2 separate regions of the Mus musculus genome follow, and region 2 is linked to region 1. A link is a contact called in public promoter capture Hi-C data. All regions are on one chromosome and are shown on one strand. The core of a region is the stretch at or near the end of the contact, and the rest is flanking DNA. Distances in the headings are between cores, read along the strand shown. Region 1 overlaps Hepacam (hepatocyte cell adhesion molecule). Region 2 holds the start of Nrgn (neurogranin).

Evidence for each region. Promoter capture Hi-C pulls out the DNA fragments that hold promoters and counts their contacts.
Region 2: a contact with region 1 is called in a promoter capture Hi-C map of liver. The contact joins the promoter of Nrgn here to the enhancer-like site in region 1. A contact is called at or near these places in 9 of 39 promoter capture datasets (the 3T3-L1 cell line, 3T3-L1-derived adipocytes, the C10 cell line and 5 more) and 2 of 9 other capture datasets (liver and pancreatic islet).

The regions. Positions count from the first base shown.
Region 1 is chr9:37,381,275-37,386,116 of GRCm38.p6, reverse strand. It overlaps Hepacam (hepatocyte cell adhesion molecule), which reads right to left. Exons shown (of 7, transcript NM_175189.4): 3 at 4,294-4,575; 4 at 3,662-3,761; 5 at 2,663-2,736; 6 at 2,193-2,263; 7 at 1-1,608. The coding sequence ends at 1,306. Among named protein-coding and RNA genes, the nearest start is that of Hepacam, 16 kb to the right of the region's middle. Within about 2 kb of position 1,431, at least 133 of the 459 cell types and tissues checked have an H3K27ac peak or open chromatin away from gene starts, as enhancers often do. A contact at or near this core is called in liver and pancreatic islet, where this site is marked.
Region 2 is chr9:37,549,664-37,554,736 of GRCm38.p6, reverse strand. Nrgn (neurogranin) reads left to right here and starts at 1,992. Exons shown (of 4, transcript NM_022029.2): 1 at 1,992-2,200. The coding sequence starts at 2,186.

The sequences.
Region 1 (4,842 bases), core at 182-2,681:
GTGGGGTGAGGGGACACAGGCAAACCAGAAATCTTGGTGCCTGCAGGGCCGGGGTGAAGTGTGTTCTGGTGTGGAGGTGATGGATATGGGGTCTTGGAAGTTGTTCATGAGATGATGCAGAAGAAAAGATGAAGTTGTACGAGTCGAGGAGGGACAAGAGATTCAAGGGTCCCTGGGGACATTAGGGGAGAGAGGACAGAACCCACCCACCCCCACCCCCCGCCCCGGGTCTTCTTGTCTTTCATCTATTCATGTGCTGTTTTTACAGCTCTGTCCACTGTCCTGGGTTCTGAGCATCTAGGACCACGGCAGGTGGAAAGCAGGAGGCGAGGGGGTTGGCCATCTTGCTTTGACATGTTGGGGCATGTTAAGCTTCTTTCTCTTTCCACGTTTCTCTGGAGAGTGGAATCTTATTTTTTTCTTACAGCTCAAGGAAGCTTCTCAGCCTTCCTGGGGATGATTGAAAGCTTGTTTTGTAAAATAACAGTCAGGAAGAAGAGCATGAATGGTTAAAACCAGGTCCTTGTCAGGGGCAGTTTGCTGGGTCGTCGGTGAGTGGCCACACCAGTCTCTATAGGAACAAGCCTACCCACATTCTCATGAACGCAAACTGGAAGGAAGACCAGTATGACACACTTTTGGGGAGGCCACTGGAGGCCTGATAGCTTGTCCTGGCCTAGCCCCAAGTTCCCAGGGTCTTAGGAATGCACCTGGGGTTCACTCTTATCACCTGGAAAGATGGGGAAGCAGATGTCCAGAAAAGGTCCTTAAGACGACATCTTTGTAATCAGAACAGGCCCTGTGTACCCAGGAACCAGCATCAGACTTGTCTTTAGTTTTAGGACAATGTGTGTTCGGGGGTAAGTGGCCTCTAAATTGGGCTGGGGGGGGGGCTACCACAGACTTTAGGGGTTAGAGGCATGTGGGATTGGGAGGTGGATGGGAAGTATAAACACTGCCAGGGGGCGCATAGGATCGTCTCACTGGGTAAAATTACTGTTAGTTTCCATAAAATCCTTTAGGGGATTGGGCCAGAAATTTAATAATCTATGTAGTCCTAAGAGGGCACAGCTCATACCCACTGAGAACACAGCCAGAGAACACAGCCAGTAAACCCAGCGCACATGCAACCGGGTTTAACACCAAGATCAGCCATTTGTGCAAACTCACACGCGTGTGCACCCTAAACGGGGATCAGGCCACGATCTCCTTTCACTCCTGGCCAGAGGCATCAGGACTTCTCAGCCTCCCCCCCCAGCCGCGGACAGCAGACCGTGGGCAACCGCAGAGGGCTCTCGAGGAGGCTCAGGCACTGATCTCCACCTGCCCTGACTCGTCCTGCTCCCGGATTCTCTGCACGCCTGCAGTCCGCAGTGAGCGCGAAGAGCTGCGCGAGCGGCCTGGCGAGCTCGGGGCCCGCGGTGGCGACGTGTGCGTCCGGCCAGTGGCAGGGGAACGTGCTGGGGAGCGCGGGTAGCGGCGGGCTGAGCGGATGGGAAGCCCCGGAGAGCGGCCGGGCACGGGCGGCGACACGGAGTAGCCAGGGGGACCGGGTTCTGTGGTGCTCCGTGGCTCTGTAGCAGGGTTTTCATCTGGCTCTGAGGAATCCTGCAAACACAGGCGACGCAAGGATCAGTTGTCCCCTGAACCCAATCTGGGAGCTCTTTGTTTTAGGGACTGGGACTAAAGAGGCACGCACAGGTTGTGTGTGTAGTGTGTCTCTCGGGAGTTTCCAGCCACACCCGCCACGTCCACTAGACGGCAGACGGCAGACGACACCTTGTGGCCCAGACATGTGGCAGGTACTCAGTAAATGTTAACATGATTCAGAGCCTCGTCTATCCTCTTAAAGTTCTGTCAAGTAGGTCTATTGCATGTGAGCAGAGAAGAGTGGAAGGGCTCTGGCGACCACCAAATAGGTCTTTTGAATAGCCTGGACATGGTGGGAGCTAGGGTGGTCCATGAGATTGTACGGTGACCGTCACTTGTATTGTGATGGGCAGGTCTGCCACTCATTTGCTTGTTTAGCCCTTCACACGTTGTTTTGTCTCTCTGTCTCATTTTCCAATTTCTTAAGTGGGGATTTTTGAAAATACTGCAGAAATACAAAGATTTCTGCAAACATTGCAAAGGAATGGCCACGTCACACGCTCCCTAGCATGCTGTAGGTTCTCATTGACCGAGTAGCTTACCTTATCCTTCAGGATATAGAGTGCCATTGGGTTCTTCCGCTCCTGTTCTCCACTTCGGGGTAGGGTATCTGCTGCATAGGGAAAGAATAGGGAGTCTGGTCCACGGACAGATCTTCTACATCAGTGGTTTTCAACCTTTCTAATGTTGTAACCCTTAAATGCAGTTCCTTATGTTGTGATGACCCCCAACCATAAAATTATTTTTTGTTGCTATTTCATACCTGTAATTTTGCTATTGTTACGAATCGTAAATATCTGTTTTGTAACGATCTTTGAGAAAAGGTCATTCTACCCCAAGAGGGTCATGGCCCACAGGTTGAGAACCACTGCTCTACACCATCCAGCACCTATATTCTGTACCTGCACCCTCTTGACTCTGATAATTCCTCATCGCCCTCTTTTCCTTTTCCCAGGAGGTCTCTCTGATGTGAATGCTGATGGGCTGGGTCCACGGGTAGCTGGGAGCTTACCTTCTGATTTTAGGCGGTCATCATTCTGATCCATGTATTCCAAGGAGTTTTGCTTCTCCAACTTCCTCTTCTTCCTGCAAATCAAACCAGCCCCCCGCCGAGAACAGAGCTATTGACCACAGGACATCTAAGCAATGGACACAGAAAGGGTTCTAATGCCCACAGAAGAAGCCTTGTGATGAGAAGATGGCAAGGAATGGTAGTCTTTGGAATGAGGCACATCTACGTTTGCATGTTAAAACTGTTGTTAGCATTGTGACCATAGGTAGGCTGTTCATTCAGTGTGAGTTTCAGAATTTTCCCCCTTGTAAACTGTAGGTTCTTTGTCTTAAAAGGCAGCACAGTAACCCAGCTAGCTGTCAAACCCAAGGAGAAATCACCATCAACCATGGCAGGGTGGTCAGAGGTAACTGAGCACAGACGCAACTCCAAATACAATGGAAAAATACACTAGGAGGAAAAAATTCAAAGAGCAGAGAATAGAATTGGGAGCTGGGGTGGAGGGATAGCCCATTTGGTAAAGTGACTGCCTTATACACATGAGGGCTTGAGTTAGTCCTAAGAATCCATTTAAAAAAGATAGCTGTAGTCGAATACAGTTGTAACCCCAGGACTGAGAAAGCAAAGGCAGGCAGAAGAATAATACCAAAAGTGTACCTCTGGATCCACACACATGTGCATCCATACATACCCATGCCAATACCAACACGTACCCATACTCATACCTATACACACACACACACACACACACACGGGAGAGAGACCGAGACAGAGAGAGACAGAGAGAAAGACACACAGAGAGAGACAGAGACAGAGACAGAGAGAGAGAGAGAGAGAGAGAGAGAGAGAGAGAGAGAGCACTTGGGAAATAAGGATAAGGCTCAGTAGTAGAATGTGACACCAGATTCAATGCTAAAAACATTCAATAGCTCAATTAACATTAAACTTGGGTCTGAAATAGACTGAAGAAAAACTAAGGTGTAGAAGTTGACTAGTTACCTAGACTTTTTTGAGGGTTTCCAGCAGGCACAAACTGTCACCAGGGTCACAAGGAGGAAGATGCCTCCTGTAGACAAGATGATATAGAGGGAGCTTCTTCCTGAGGAGAGAGAGGCAGAGCGGTAGGGGCACTTTGAGGAGGGGAGCAGGTATGGTGAGTAGAATATTAGCAGGGGAGGGAAGAGAAAAGATCCCAGGCAGCATGGATAGGCAATAGCAGAGCTCACCTGGAGCCTGCCTCCTACGTGTGGCTGTCTTCCAAGCACTTTTAGCCCAACTCTACCCCTGTCTCACTCCCTCTAGACCAGCGGTTCTCAACCTGTGGGTTGCAATCCTCCCCCGCCCAGGGGTGTGTTTGTGAGTGTGTGTGAAACGACCCTTTCACAGGGTCACCTTGCCTAAGACCATCAGGAAACATAGACATTTACATTATGATGTATAACAGCAGTGAAACTAAAGTTATGAAGTAGTGATGAAAATCATTTTGTGGTTGGAAGTCACCTCAACATGAGGAACTGGATTAAAGGGTCACAGCATTAGGAAGGTTGAAAACCACTGCTCTAGACACTCACTCTCCGGAATGCCTTTTGTCCCAGTGGATATTTGTATCTTGGGCAGGCAGGGGAACTTACTATACACAGTGATCTTGACAGGCAGGCTGCGGACCTGGCTGATGGGGTTCTCCACCACACAGCTGTACAGGTCGTCATCTTCCATGAGTACTCGGGTGATGGTGAGCACCTTTTGGTCAGGGGACAGGAGCATTCGGGAGTCATTGAGGAGGGGTTTGCCATCCTTCAGCCACGTGTAGCTAGGCTTGGTGCCATTCTCATGGGAGCAGTTGAGGGTGAAGGCCTCACTGAGCTCCAGCACAGTGGTTGAAGCCACTAATACCTGCGGCCTTGAAATGGGCACTGAGACCCAGAAACAGGAGGATTGAAATGCCTGTGAGTTATAGTCTACAACACGCTTCCTTCCCCTTCTTTATTCTCTACCTTCAACATCTAATAGTTCAGTCTGTTGGCTGAGTCCCTCCAGAGGTCTCTAACTTACTCCTGTCCCACAATCTATCCATCCATCCATCCATCCATCCATCCATCCATCCATCCATCTATCCATCCATCCATCCATTTATCCATCCACCCATCCATTTACCCATCCATCCACCCATCCACCCATCC
Region 2 (5,073 bases), core at 743-3,242, 170 kb before region 1:
CCTTGTCCTGTTCAGAGACACCAGGCATTTCTTCCTCTCTACTCTAAGCAGTAATTTTTTTCCCTGTCCCTCCTTGGAGAACTTAGCTGAGGAGGACTTGAGTTTTCTCAAAGGGATCCCAACCACCTGGGTATCATGTGATACAGTCAGCTATACTACCCTGACAGGCTAGGAGGTATCATGTGATACAGTCAGCTATACTACCCTGACAGGCTAGGAGGTATCATGTGACACAGTCAGCTATACTACCCTGACAGGCTAGGAGGTTTAGAGACCACAAAAAGGTCAAGCTACATACCCCAGATGTTCCTTTCCATATCTCTGCTTTCCAGCCTCTCTCTAAACCACATCCTGCCCCAGCATGGGCCCAAAGGGCCAAAACCAGTGATAACCGCAACACTGCTTGGTTTGACAGCATCCTTTTTCTTCCAAAGAGCAAGTGTGAGGGTGGCTAACTTTTGTCTTATTTTGAAGCGGTGAATCAAAAGGTTAGGAAGTCTAGTGTGAGGAGTGGGATGGGTGGGTGTGCTAAGTCTGTACCAGGATATAAATACATTCAAAGTGGGTGCTGGGTGTACGTGATTTTATTTGGTGCAGATGGATGGAAGGATAGATAGATGGATAAGTAGACAGATAGATCACAGGTCATGGAGAGATACAAAATAGATACTTGGTCGGTGATGATGGAAGACACTTAGAACTAGTCAAAATACTGAGAATTAGAGGCTATTGGATGCCAAGTCATAGAGAGGACACATATATACCAATACTTCCAAGGCTCAGGAAACATCATGGAAGAAGGGGTAGGAAGAATTTAAGAACCAGAAGAAGGGGGGTGAGGTATGGAATGATGATTTCCAGTCATGACTTGGCTATTGAGTTAACAACAGCTGGATCACCTGCACAAGATCTCCACAAGAGTGGGCCCATTAACACTCTATCATGGAAAGAGGAGGGGCTTATGAGGTACCACCCCACCCTGAAGATTTATACACAATTAATAGTTGGTGAGGTAGGGAGAGACATTTACTTTAGGGGTGCAGTCACTAGTACAGTGCCTACAATGCTGTAAAGAAGCCCTTGCCCGTGCTCCTATAAACAACACTAACAAAATTCAATGGGTTCCTTCTCGACACCCCCCCATTCCAAAAAAAAAGACATGGCAATAAAAGGGATACTTGTGGAAAGAGTAGGGGTTATCAGGAGTGGGAAGGGGCAAAAGAGGGTAACCAGGTGAACATGGTTTAAAGGGCACAAGTAGGTCACAATGGAATCAATTAATACGTAGAATCAACGTGTGACAATACAGTGTTCTTGCTAAAAATTTTAAAAAGAAAACACTTAGTGCAGACATTGCCAGCAGTGAGAATGCAGGTATTTTTGTCTATGTGCTAACTAACAGGAGGTCTACCGTTTACCTGTGCTTCACAGGGTGTGTGGACACGGCCCTGTGGAGTTGTTTTTGCCTATTGTGTCTGCAGTGTCTGTATGTGGGAAGATACACCACACCACCCCGCCTGGGAGTATGTATGGATGCATGAGGCTTGGAGCGTCTATGTCACTATGTGCCCATCATGTAGGCTGTCTACCATCAGGTTTCTCTGTAACTAGAGTGAGGAGGGCATCTCTGCAGAGAGGGGAAATAGAGGGAGTAATGTTTGGGACTCTAGAACAGGGAGGTGGGTGAGGTTCGTGGTTTTCTATCTATGGGCGGTAGGGCGTGCTGCACCCAGATGTGTATTTGTGCCCTGGATGTTGGAGGCCTTGTGCTTACTCCGACGTACATCTGCCTGGCAGTCTGCGACTTAGAAAGCGGGGGGGGGGGTGAATTTGGGAGATGGGGTGTGTAGGAGGAATGGATGGAAGTGTGTAGGTGGAGAGGTTGGAGCACCAAAGCGAGCGAGGCGGAGAGAGTCGAGAGAAGGAGTGGTCCTCGCTCCAGTTCTCCCCGCCCACCCTGCAGAAAGTGTCTTCTGATTGGCTTCGAGGCCGCAGGGCTCAGGTTACATTCGCAAGAGTTGCGGAGCGCGGGAGACCGGACCCAAGAGGAGAGAGGCTGGTTCTGCAAGGATTCTGCGCTGGTCGGGGAGTGCCCGACAGCCCCTGAGCTGCCACCCAGCATCGTACAAACCCACCCCCGCTCTGCGCCAGGCTCCACCCCAGCCAAGGACCCTCAACACCGGCAATGGACTGCTGCACGGTAAGTCCATACTTGAACTCAGCGTGTTCTGGGGCAAGGGGCACACGAGAACCCCTGGGGGGTGAGTGAGGGATGGAAGTGGGTGCGGAAGACCTAGGAACAATGTGGGAAAGAATGGTGCTGAAATATTGTATTGGATGATGGAAGGCGCCTGCCTGATCTGAGCCAAGCCCTGGGGAAAATGCTCCCCAGCTCGCGGGGGCGTCTGAGCGCCCATGGGCCAGACAATCTAGGTTGTATCTGGATCTGAGCAGAGCTTTCATGCAGGAAAGCTGCTGCTTAGACGAGAGGTGGAACTTCCCCCACGGAGACACAGGAAAGTTGCTGGTGTGCTAGTCCTTTCCCTTGGTATTTTTTGGCCCCCAAACGATTTCCTATCCCACTGCTGCTGTCGCGGACTGTGGCAAGATCTTCACGACCCTCAGATGATCGTCTAAGCCCTTATGTGGCGAAGTCGGGGAGAATCCACCCTGGTCTTGGTGGTGATGGGCAGGAAAGAACCTAGTCAGTGTGGTTCTGGGGTGGAGCTGGTTCAGCCCCCAAAACCTTCTCCTTTGGAAGGTGCTGGGTGAGTGACCGTGAGAGGGCCCTGTGGGCAAGGGGAGGAAGTGTCTATCAGCGCCTACACGGAAACTGGATGCTGCAAGTGCCTAACGCCAAAGCAGATCTTGTTAAGGGCTCTTGTATGAAGGCATCCAGCACTGGTCCTGGCTCCTAGCTGGCTAAAGGAGTTGAGTGACCCATACCTATATAAAACGTGTTTGCTTATTCTTAGCCTCCGATCTAAGGAAAGAGACGACTCCAAATTCCTAGTGTTTTCTTTCTGTCACTCTGGCTAAAGACTCCAGAGGTTACTTAACGACAGCAGGAACCCCACCTTTCTCCCACAATGTGCAAAATAAATAAGTTTGGAAGGGAGGAATAGCCCATATCTTTGAGAGGTGACACTTCCCAATGCCCAGTGTCCAAGACGCAGTGAGAACTTAGGGGCAAGCCATTGCTGACATTTTAACTCTTGTTAAATAAATAACAGCTGCCAGAGTGCCTGATCACCCCAGGTAGGTAGGTCTTTTACAGTTGTACAAATGGGGCTTAGAAATGTGATTTTTTTTCCCCAAGTAGGCACCTTTGACAAGTGTGGAGCCCTGTCCTCTCAAAAGATTGCCCTCCAATCCCTCTTTGAAGCATACTGATTTTCATTACTGTAAATGCTCATAGCAGTAAATGTATAGATCAGAAAAAATATATACATATACATATACATATACATATACATATACATATACATATACATATACATATACATATACAAGCATGCCAATCACATACAGTTCCGCCCTTTGAAGAACACTATCCAGGGCTTCTTCCAAGGAAGCGGTTTGCTATTCTCCAGGGAACAGTTTGTTTGCTTATTTGCTTATTTACTTACTTATTTTTGGTGCTGGGGATTGACTTCTGGACTTTATGCCTGCTAAATATGTACTCTGCTTCTGAGCTACACACTGAGCCCAAGAATCACTTTTTGGCTGGGAAAGGAAAGGTGTGGGTCTTCAGTCTCAATTGAGGAAGAGCCCCTCATCCCCAGCAATGTTCCATTAAGTAAAAAAATAAAAAATAAATAGATAGATGGCAGATTATGAGATATGAGTCAACAGGGGAGGAGGGTAACTGCTAGGCAAGAAAGAAAAGGCTGAGAAGCCAAGAAGGATGGGGAAAGGAATCGGGAGATGTGCCAGCAGGGAAGACATGAATGGGTGAAGACTCTAGGAAGCCTGAGAAGGATGAAGAGGGTGAGATGTGGGGCTCAGGCCTCCAACCTTGTCTCTCCTGGTTAGTGCTTATAAAAATACCCAGGAAGCCATTGGTGCATGGCAAGTAGATAGCTACACCACAGATAACTAATACTGATAGATAATGGCTGAGGGTGTGGTTAATGTGTTTGAAATCAGTGTCCCCTAGAGGAAGAGGGACTGCCAGAGGTATTGAATGTCCAGGGTCCAGGGGCACCTCCTGCACTGGGCCCTGACACAGTCTCTGTTTTTTTATGTCCCAAGTCCACTGGACCAAAGGGCCAGATAATATTCAGCATCAGTCTCATTCTGTGGAGTTGGAAGGAGGCAGAAAGAAGGAAAAGAGGGGGCAAAAAAGGGCGGAGGACTGGAAGAGGGCAGGGCTGCTACCAGGCATCCCTGCGCTGTAAAGAGAACAGTATGCCTTCCTCATCTTTTTGCTCTGGAGTTCTCTTCCATGACCATCCTACCTGATGTTTGGGAAGAATCTAGCCGTGCCTTACTTGTTCTTTTCCCCCTTGGTAAGCAAGCTTAGAGAGAAATGAGGAAGAAGAAAACATCAGTGTTCTTTTTCAAGGGGATGTTTTTAAAGGAGCTATTATTCGATGTTCCAGTGTCTGATTGACATCGCAAATGTACATGACTTTCCTGCCTTCGTCTAATAGGAAAAGAAAAAGAAATCTGTTTTGATAGCCCACTCCTTTCTCCTTTGTAGTCTCGTTGACTGTGTACCAGCTAACAGTATCGAAGTAACCACCCGCCCTGAGGCAGGGGGTAAAAGTACAAATTCTGAAGAGGACCATTTCACTGTTGTTTTGCTATGCAACCTGGGGGAGCTATAAAATGTCTCTGAGGTTGTTTCTTGACTTCTAAAATGGAGATTACATGGCATAAAATGTCCCAGGTACTCGGCACAGGGCCTGATATATAAGGGACAGCCGACAGGCATAGTTCTTAAAGCTGTTTGGATTTGGGGAGCTGAAGGATACAATTCACCTGAGCTAAGTTCTGCTTGGCCCTGAAGAAAATGAGAGTCTCTGAGGCAAAGGAATGTGGCCATCCATGGCTCCTCCTTTTTTTTTG